Linked DNA regions of Rattus norvegicus: region 2 is linked to region 1. The links are chromatin contacts, called in public Hi-C maps. All regions are on one chromosome and are shown on one strand. The core of a region is the stretch at or near the end of the contact, and the rest is flanking DNA. Distances in the headings are between cores, read along the strand shown.

Region 1 (4,581 bases), core at 795-3,294:
AAAGACAGAAAATGCTGAGGGACAAACATTTCAGGGAACTAACTTGCCACCACTCATTTCATGCCCTATTTCACAATGCTCAGCATCTGAACAATTCACAGGGTTCCAAAGTACATTAGAAATGTGCTCAGTTCCTCTCTTACTCAGGCAGAATAATAATAGTTTTGTGGCAGTACCGCGATCCTCAGCAATTTCAATAACAGACACTTTTTTAAAAAATAAATACCACTTTTTTAAACATGTACTCTCAAAAAGGCTCCTTACTGTGGCTCCTTACACATAGAAGTGTATGGAGTATCTATGCCCTGTCACCAAATCAGTGTCCTTCACTTCTTCATTTAAATCCTTTATAGTTTCCTGACTTCTTTACATGTCTCCTACAGAGAGATGCTGCTTTCTTATAAGTTCTTAGGTCATAAGGAAACTCACACACACATACAAAACATTTCAATCAAACTAGTTTTAAAAAAAAGTTAAGTAGCAAAAATGGTAACCATAATGGTTGTTGAACTGTCTGCACTTTTCACTGTAAACGTCTTCTAAAAATAAAAGTTTTATCCCAACAAACAGATACATCCCTCCAGTTAAGAGCATTTAAAGAAATGCCCTGCCAAGCAGCTGGCCTGTGGGCTCCTGGCCCTAGCTCCTGCCCTCACATCCTGTCCACCACATAATCCATGAGCAAGCCTTTCTCTTCATCAATTCATCGGGATTAGTAAACCGGCCTCCCTGAAAATAGAACTGATATTTTCCACAGGCATGTATTCCTATGCTTTCACTATCTATGCTATCAGACTCTTTCTTTATGCTCTATGTTTCTGACCACGAAGTACCAAATGAAATATACCAACAGATAAGCACAAAAGAACCGTATCTGGCCAGAGTCTGCATGCACTTACATTTCCAGGTTGGTTGTTTTCCGAATAGCAGCGGTGAGGGCAAAGCCGCAAACTTTCACATTCAAGATGCTACCGAATACCTCTACACCCTCAAACTGCAGCAAGAAGCCACTAATCTATTCCTTCAAAAGCAATGTCTGTAGTCTGATTCACAACAATAGATTGCTCATAGGCAAGAGGATCAGCGAAGTTGTCCTCCAAACCAAAGGGAAACAGAAGTGAAGGGAGGTCCAGCCAGCTCATCCTTGCTTTTCTTTTCTTTTTTCTGGGAATCCGGATTGCATTTCCTGGTCCCCCCCCCCCGCCCCCGCCCCCAAGAGGGACCGCAACTGTGCCCTGGGTCCATAGCAGACACCCAAGTCAGTGCGTGCGCACGGAGGGCGAAGCGGCCGACCAGGGGACGCGCGCCCGCTGCAAGGGGAGCCGCTTTCTGTTAAATGCCATCAGAGCCAGCCCCGGCCGCACCACTTCGGCCCGAACGGCATTGACCGCCCTTCACTTGACAGGGTATTCCAAGGAGGCGCCGGAGAAAAAGGATGAGCCGGGGACTCGAGGCCGGGGGCACCCGCGGGCGGCGCGATGCGTCTCCCGCGAGCTCGGGATCCCCGGGAGGCCGGGCCGGCCCCCCACCCTCCGGCGGCCGAGGGCAGAGGGGTCAGCGGTGGAAGGGACCGCCCGCCGCGATGCCCCCTCGGGAGCGCCGGCAGTGGCTGCGGACGCCCATTCACCGGAGCCCGTCCCGCGGCCGCCACCGCCGCGGCCCGCCCGCCCCGCCGCCCCCGGGAGGATGAGAAAGACCAGGCAGAGCGGCGACGGCGGCCGCGGGGACGCGCGCCCGGCCGCTGGACCCGACCCCGGGCGGCCATCGCCGACCCCCGCCCGCGCGCCAGGCCGCCCGCGTCAGCTCCTCACCTCATCTCCGGGCGGGTGCGCGCGGCCGCCCCTCACACAAATCAGTGCAGCCCGCACGCCGCGCGGAGGAACGCAGGGTCCGCAGCCGCGCACACCATCCCCGCCCGCCCGCTCGCCCGCCTGCCTCTCGGCCGTCCCGGAGCCCGCTCGGGATGCTCCCTCGCGAGCCTCCGTACTACGGAGCAACCAAGCTGCGCGCCCTCCCTGTGCCGCTCCACTCCTCTCGCCCTCCGCTCCTTCGCTCCCTCGCTCCCGCCTATCTCCTCATCTCCCTCCGCCGCCGCCCCTCCGCCCACAGCCAGCCCTCCGCTCCACCCATAGATGGGCGGGAATAACCGCCTGCCAATCGGACGGCCGAGACCACGCCTTCTCATTCGTTCGCATGACTCCGCCCACTGGGGAAAAAAGGACTAGCCACAGGAATTGGAGGTGTACAGAGTGGCAGCGAGATAAACCAATTAAGTGGTTCGGGAAGCACCCTTTTTCCTCCCAGTCCTTGTCTCGTCCCATGAAGGCATAACTAGAGGTTTCTGGTCTATGCGTACGGAGATTTTTGTTTCATGATTTGGCGCTTTGCTCTTTTCTATGCGCGACAGTAGCTAGCATACATTTAACTAAATTGAAGGTTTTGCAGAAAGAACGTGGGAACGAGAGGCGACAGAGACAAAGACTGAAGAAAGATGGTAGGGAGTACGGTTGGAATGAGGAAGGGTGTGGCCTTTTACTCTAATTTGCATAAAACGGAACCCATCTCGGCAACGCCCAACTTCTCCCAAGTATTGGTGGTCCCTGGGATGACTCGCCTCTCTACAGGGAGGAGCATGCTGGGAATTGTAGTTCCGGGTTCGGTTGCTATGGCGCTCGTCACAGCCTCCCCCAGATCGGTCATCCTGCGGTAGTGACGGGCAGTCCGACCAATGGCAGTACTGTTTGGACCTACGAAGGCGGGCTCTCTGCAGAAGGACTGGGAAGGTGGCGGCGGCGAAGGCGCTGGCGGTTGAGGTTGCTCCAAGCCAGGTGAGCCAGGGAAGAACGATATGTGTCTCGTGAAATGGGACTTTGGGCAAAAGATGGAGAAACGTCTGAAGGAGTTGTCTAACCTTGGGGAGATTGGTGCTTCGCATCACACGCCGACCTCAGAGCTGCTCCTGCTCTGGCCTAGCTTGGCTGAGGCCGCTGAGGGGCGGGTAATACTAGATTTGACGGACAGTTCCTGACACTGGCTAGGTTTGGATTGTGGGTCTTTGCTTCATCCTCCGCGTTTATGTAGACAAAGGTCTAGAATTGCCTTTCTCTCAGTTGAGTCCTCCCCACCCCAGCTTCTCCCTACCACTGTTTCTGATGCTGTCTCCGTTACTACTTCCCTTGTCACCCTTCTTACCCTTTTCTTGGCATTTCCAATAAGCGGTTTCCTAAAGCAAGCAAGGACGGGTGTTCACAGTAATGGGGCCTTGGGTCAGGAATTGCCTGCTTCATCCAGTAGTCCATACTTGAGCCATACTAAAGAATTATCCCAGGGTCATGAGGAGGCTCAGATACTGATTCTGGATTTGGGCCTGATGGTCTGCATTTGTTTTTTGTTTTTTGGGTTGTTTTTTTTTTTTTTAAGAATATTTTGAGTATGGGCATCTTAAACAAGCTCCCAAGTATAGGCAGTCCACAGTAGATGCTGAGTTTTGCATTGCCAATCCAGGAAAAATGTTCTAGGCACCTAGGTGCTTTTAGATTTCCTGGGAGCCACATTTGGACAGTGTAAAGAGACCACATGAAATTAATTTTTATGTTCCTTTTAAACCAGTTTCTCCACATATTATTTCAACCTTTAAAAGAATCAGATATTTAAATGAGACCGTGTGTTCTTTAAATACTAAGCCTTGCAGATCTGTTGTGCATTTTACCCTCACAGCATACCTTCATCCTAACTGCATACCACTCAAGCGCTTAGTAGCCACCTGTGGCTATTAGCCGCCGTACAAATCCAGATGATACAAGGGACCATTGCAGAAACTCAGCAATGTTATTCAGGTGACTGCCAGTGACCATCCCCTTGCCACTCTGTTACATGGGCTCGGAACTACTTTCAAGATACAAGACTGAGCTTACAAAAATACTAGGAAAGAGTAACATTTATTAGAAGCCAGCTTTCATAATGCATACTCAGTCCTTGTAGCACCCGGCATCCTATTGCGGGATCCTGTGTCTTGGGAGTTCTACATCTTAGACATCAGCCACTGCAGTGTGTAATGATTACTGACTTTTTCTAACTAATTGCATCCCTTCTTCTGTGTCAGCATGTAGAAGGAGATGAGACACTCATATTTGAAACATTATTCCCCATGTAAAATCAAGCTGCCCAAGCCTGGAGAGCTAGCTCAGGATAGGAGTACTTGTTTCTCTCCCAGAGGACCAGGGCCCATAGCCATACAACCACATGTGTAACTAGTTCCAGGGGGTCTGAAGCCCTCTTCTGGTCTCCAGGGGCACAGGGTACACAGGTGAAATGCAGACACATATGCAAACGAAACACCCATACATACACACTTTTTATAAGTTTTTGTAAATTACAATCGAGCTGCCTGGCCAGGCATGGTGGCACATGCCTTTAACCCTAATGCTTGAGATACAGGGGCAATCAGATCTCTATGAATTCAAGGCTATCCTGGTCTACAGAGCAAGTTCCAGGACTTTATAGAGAGACCCTGCCTCAAACAAAGATATTCGTGGTAAAATATTTGTTAATTTAAAATTCTCCACGCTGCTTAATTAAGAG
Region 2 (4,736 bases), core at 5-2,504, 57 kb before region 1:
CTTTACTACTTAGAATGACTTTTAGTTGGGACTTTTGCTTAGTAACTTGTCTTACTCATTTGTGCATCTGCTTTTAAGACAGGGTTGCAGGTAGCCTGCAATTCTATAGAGAGAATGACCATAAACCCCTGTTCCTCCTGCCCTAAGTGTTAGGACTACAGGCCCTTCTCCTATGTTGTCCAAGAGCTCTGACGCTGAGCTCCCATAGCCTCTGGGAGGCCAAGGTCTCTGTGTTTGTTTAGTTGTTTCTCAAGTCTTAATCTACATCTTCTTTTTGGACTGATGATGTCGTGCTTTGTCCTTTATCTACTGAAATAAATACCAATGTTGACAGAATCGCACAGTCCCATGAATATCCTGTCTCTGGCTTACACCCAAGCAGGTCAAAGTGCCGTGGAGCTCACACATTGTGAAAGTCTACTTGCTTGGGCTCTGCACCTGTATTTGCGAAAGGACCTGGTGCCCAGTGACTTTTGCAAAAGCTTTCAGATTTAAAAGACACAAGCAAGGTGGCAATCTGTCCTCCTTCTGCAAAGTATTTCTAACATGCTCAGCTATGTAAAGTCAGATGCTTTACAAGAGACAAAGATTCCATGTTTTTATTTATGGTTAAATAAAGGACAGGCAGATGGCCACCCTTCATCCCCTACACTTCTCCTAAAAGGCATTCTTGGTGGAAACTAGAAAAGTTCAATGGGCTAAGGAAGAAGAGGCTTTAAATAAGAATTTAACTAGAATAATCTAGTGCTTCTCAAATTCTTTCCACCTCTTTGGGGAAGGAGAGAGGAAACATGTAGCCCTCGGGGCCAGAGCTTCACATCTCGGCACCCAGCACAGGTCTAATACATGGCTGACCCTCAAGTCTGCAGTTTTCAAAAAGACTTTTCCCCCGAATTAACAAAACGTAAGTATTCAAACTCCCTCGTAACAGAGAGCTCAGGGAAGTTCTGGAAACACAGCTCCTCACAAAGGCCGACCCTCTGCGCTCTCCCTCCCAGCACTGGCACAGCAGACTCCAGCTGCTGCTCCATAGCAGCGGCCACTCCACTGTTCAAGGGTTTGGGCCAAGCAAAACACTTTAGCTCCGTCAGCCTTTTCATAAGCAACTTGGGGCCACTGCTCCAGTCAACTTCTAATCCCTTCCAAGGTAACTAAGTTTGGACAATATTGACACCAAACTTATATCAGAGGAATCGTGTATGGTAAACCCAGCAAGCAACTGTTACACGTGACTCTGGTAATTGGCCTTGGAATCAGAGGTTAGCCATGGAGAGAAGTGGTTCCAGCAGGGGCAAGTGAGACAGGAGCAGAGATGCAGAGCGGTGCTTAGAGTAATCAATGCCCCTCACAGCCTCTGGCATTTGAACACTTGGTCTCCAGTTGGCAGCCCTGTTTGAGGAGGCTCAGGAAGTGTGTCACCATGGGTGGGCTTTGAGGTTTAAAAGACTCCTCTATGTGGTCTCTGCTTCCTGTTTGTGGTTAAAGATATGAGTCCTGAGCTGCTCCTGCAGCCATCCCTGCTGCTGGCTGCCCTGTTACCCCAGTGTGACGGTGAAGGCTCTTATCCTGTGAGACCTCAAGCCCACAACACCAGTCCTGTAAGTTGCCTCCACCATGGTGTTTTATCACGGAAATAGAAAAGTAACTGTGACACCAATGGTCTGCTTTTCTTGATTTATACAAATAAAACAAATCATACACTACTCTCACACACTGCTGGTGGGAAAATTACAACTCCAAGTGGTAAGAGAGCTGGGTAATCATTTACTTAGAACCAGCAACTGCACACACTTATGGATCGACTCTGAAGGTTCATTTAACAACAAAAAACACACGGCTAAGAGCTGTTCACAGCAGTGTTTTCTGTAATCACCATGTTATCAGAAACCACAGTACACCGGAAACAACCTAATATGGAAACAGGACAGAAACAGCATGTAGCACCACAACAGCGTGCCTGCTACCGTGATGGCGTGCCTGCTACCATGACAAGCACTGTGTGCTGAGAAGAAAACAAGGGACAAGTGATCAGTGGCTTCCAGGATATATTGAGTGATAGAGGCCAAAAGTTAGGTAGTTTACAGCTTACTCTTAGTGTAAGGAAGAAATAAACCACACACAAACACAAGACCTTATATAGTCTGTGCCTGCAATAAACCACACACAAACACAAAACCTGACACAGTCTGTGCCTGCAATAAACCACACACAAACACAAAACCTGACACAGTCCGTGCCTGCAATAAACCACAATAATAAACAACAATGAGAGCAAACGATTCGGTGAGGTAAGCAGAGCAGCCTGCAGTGCAGACTGGAAGAACGTCCTAGCACACCCTTCCCAGCATACACCGCTGCTTTCAGAACTTAATGAAGCTCCATGCAGACTTGCCACCAGCCATTCATCTGCCATTTGGTGCCCACTAATGTAAAAGCAAGGCCAAGCCATAGGAAGACAAACCAGTTTGGAAATTCATTCATTAACCATATACACGCACACTGTGGGAAGATATCACAGGTGAGGCAGGTACAAGATATAATGAGGCCTGTCATTGGACGAGAAGGAAGGAGGGGTGGGAGAAAAGTTTGAAGGAAGAGGAGGAGACAGGAACGGGAGAGGGGGAGGGACGAGAGAGTATCCAAGAGACAACACGGAGGCTGACATTAAGTACGCTGTACCTTTGTAGGTTGTTATGAATGTTCTTAAGGGATGGATGTGGACAGGGTTTGTATGTTTAGGTGGGCAATTGTATCCTATCAGTTGGCTCAGAGGCTACTGTGCTGTGTGTTCTTTCATGTGGCGATTTGAGTTTAAGAGAGTGTGCGGTGACAGAGACACCGGGCTGCTGTGGAGTTGGAATGTATGTTTCAGGCAAGATTCTAGCAGACATCTTGGGGCACTGCGGTGCAAACCTAGTAGGGGATAAAAGCCAGCCATATTTTTGTATATTTTTACAACAACAGCACACACTTTGGGTGCACCTGCTACAGTGTGAGCATTATCTAGAAATTAAGAATAGACAGGTCTCTACCTTCTTGTTTAGAACAAATCAGATTAGCATGGGTGGTTCTAGATGTGACGAAGACCAGCGAGAAGGGTGGGAGCTTTGTTTCAGTGGTTAATCCCATTGCCCAGTGTTCTCTAGGCCCTGGGATAGAGACCCCCCACTGAGACGTGAGGGTGACAGGGAGTGGAGTAAGTAGGTGAACTTAGGACAGATTCACCAGAGAGCACCCCTCTGCAGGACAACAAACTGAAACTAGCAAGACAGTGAGTGGCTACAACTCAGGAGGAGGAGACACCAATACAGTGAGGCAAGGAGAGACCTGCCCCAGCAAGGAACAGAGAGGTTAGTGTCTGGAGTAGACACTGTAACAAGAGTCAGCTGAGATGAGAGCAAAGAGGAAATGAAACATGCAAAAGCAGGATCATACTGGACTTGGCCATTTGGTGACTGCTTTGGATTTTGGTCTCAATGAGAGCCTTAATTAACTTAACTAATTAATGTTAGTGTCTGGGTATTTGGCTGCATGTGTATGTGTGGGCCAAATACACGGCTGCTGCCTTCACCAGCCAGAACAGGGCACTGCATCCTTTGGAACTGGAGTTAAAACAGTCATGAGCCAGCATGTTGGGGCTGGGAATTGAACTCAGGTCCTCTGAAAAAGCAGCAAGTGCTCTTAAACACTGAGCCACCTTTCCATCTCCTTAAAGGAGAGTTTTAAATGTCTGTTTCCTGAGGGGCGTGGGGTTCACATTTGAAGCTGATCTCATGTAGCCCAGGCTGGTCTTAAAACTCTGGGTCTTCCTGTTTTTTCTACCTTCAAAAGGCTGTGAATATAAGCATGCGCCATCATGTCACGTATGGTTAACTTTTTAAAAACTGATATATTTTACTTCCAATTGTGGGCATGCATCTCGGCAAGCACATAAACACCAGTGTCCTTAGAGGCCAGAGGTGTCAGACCCCTTGGAACTAGAATTACAGGCAGTTGGGGACAGTCAACATGGGTGCTAGGAACCGAGACTCAGGTCATCTGCAGTGTCAGCAATTTGAAATTTCATGACACGAGAACTGCTAAGGTCAGGGATAGTGTGCAAGTTGCCTTCAAGCCACAGCTCCAGTACCCGTACTTAACCAGTACCCCACTTATCCAGTACCCTACTTATCTAGTACCCTTACTTATCCAGTACCCTACTTATCCAGTACCCTTACTTATCCAGTACCCTACTTATCCAGTACCCTACTTAGCCAGTACCCTTACTTAGCCAGTACCCGTACTTACTTAGTAACTCATAGCCCTGCTTAAACTCCTCAAGCCCAAGCTTTAAAGCTGTACTGAATGGCAGCTTTCCCAATCTCACACTCTTGCCCCGAGGCCAGTGTGCACTGGTTGGAAAGAGGGAGGAGTAGGCCGTGCAGGGATCTGAGGGGGAGCAGAGCTCTGCATTTGCAGCAGCCAGCGCACTGCCCCACACTCTCTCCCAGGCGTCCTTGGTTTGCAGAGCTAGTTTTAGCTGGAGGTCGTACAGATGAGCAAAAGTGGCATTCCAGGTAGCTACTCGTGTGTAAGGACTGCTTGTCTCTGCAGCCGGTTTCCAGTGAAGAAGATGAGTAAGAGAGGCTCAGTTCTCTGAAGGAGTTAGGTCAGAGTGTGGAATGCCAGCCTATGACAATGGCCAGAGACGACAGCTCCTAGAAATCCCTCTCAGTAAGGACCGGGAAGGAAACTGG

The links. A called contact is a pair of places that touch in the nucleus more often than the background predicts.
Region 2: a contact with region 1 is called in a Hi-C map of liver, with 4 times the contacts expected there. The contact joins the enhancer-like site here to the promoter of Itsn1 in region 1. A contact is called at or near these places in 9 of 12 Hi-C or Micro-C datasets (the A7r5 cell line, the Rat2 cell line, Schwann cells and 4 more).

The regions. Positions count from the first base shown.
Region 1 is chr11:44,462,010-44,466,590 of GRCr8, reverse strand. It overlaps Itsn1 (intersectin 1), which reads right to left and starts at 2,044. Exons shown (of 39, transcript NM_001136096.3): 1 at 1,812-2,044. It overlaps Cryzl1 (crystallin zeta like 1), which reads left to right and starts at 2,798. Exons shown (of 13, transcript NM_001013044.1): 1 at 2,798-2,828.
Region 2 is chr11:44,518,004-44,522,739 of GRCr8, reverse strand. The region is part of intron 4 of Itsn1 (intersectin 1); the gene reads right to left. Among named protein-coding and RNA genes, the nearest start is that of Itsn1, 56 kb to the right of the region's middle. Within about 2 kb of position 1,254, at least 12 of the 93 cell types and tissues checked have an H3K27ac peak or open chromatin away from gene starts, as enhancers often do. A contact at or near this core is called in liver, where this site is marked.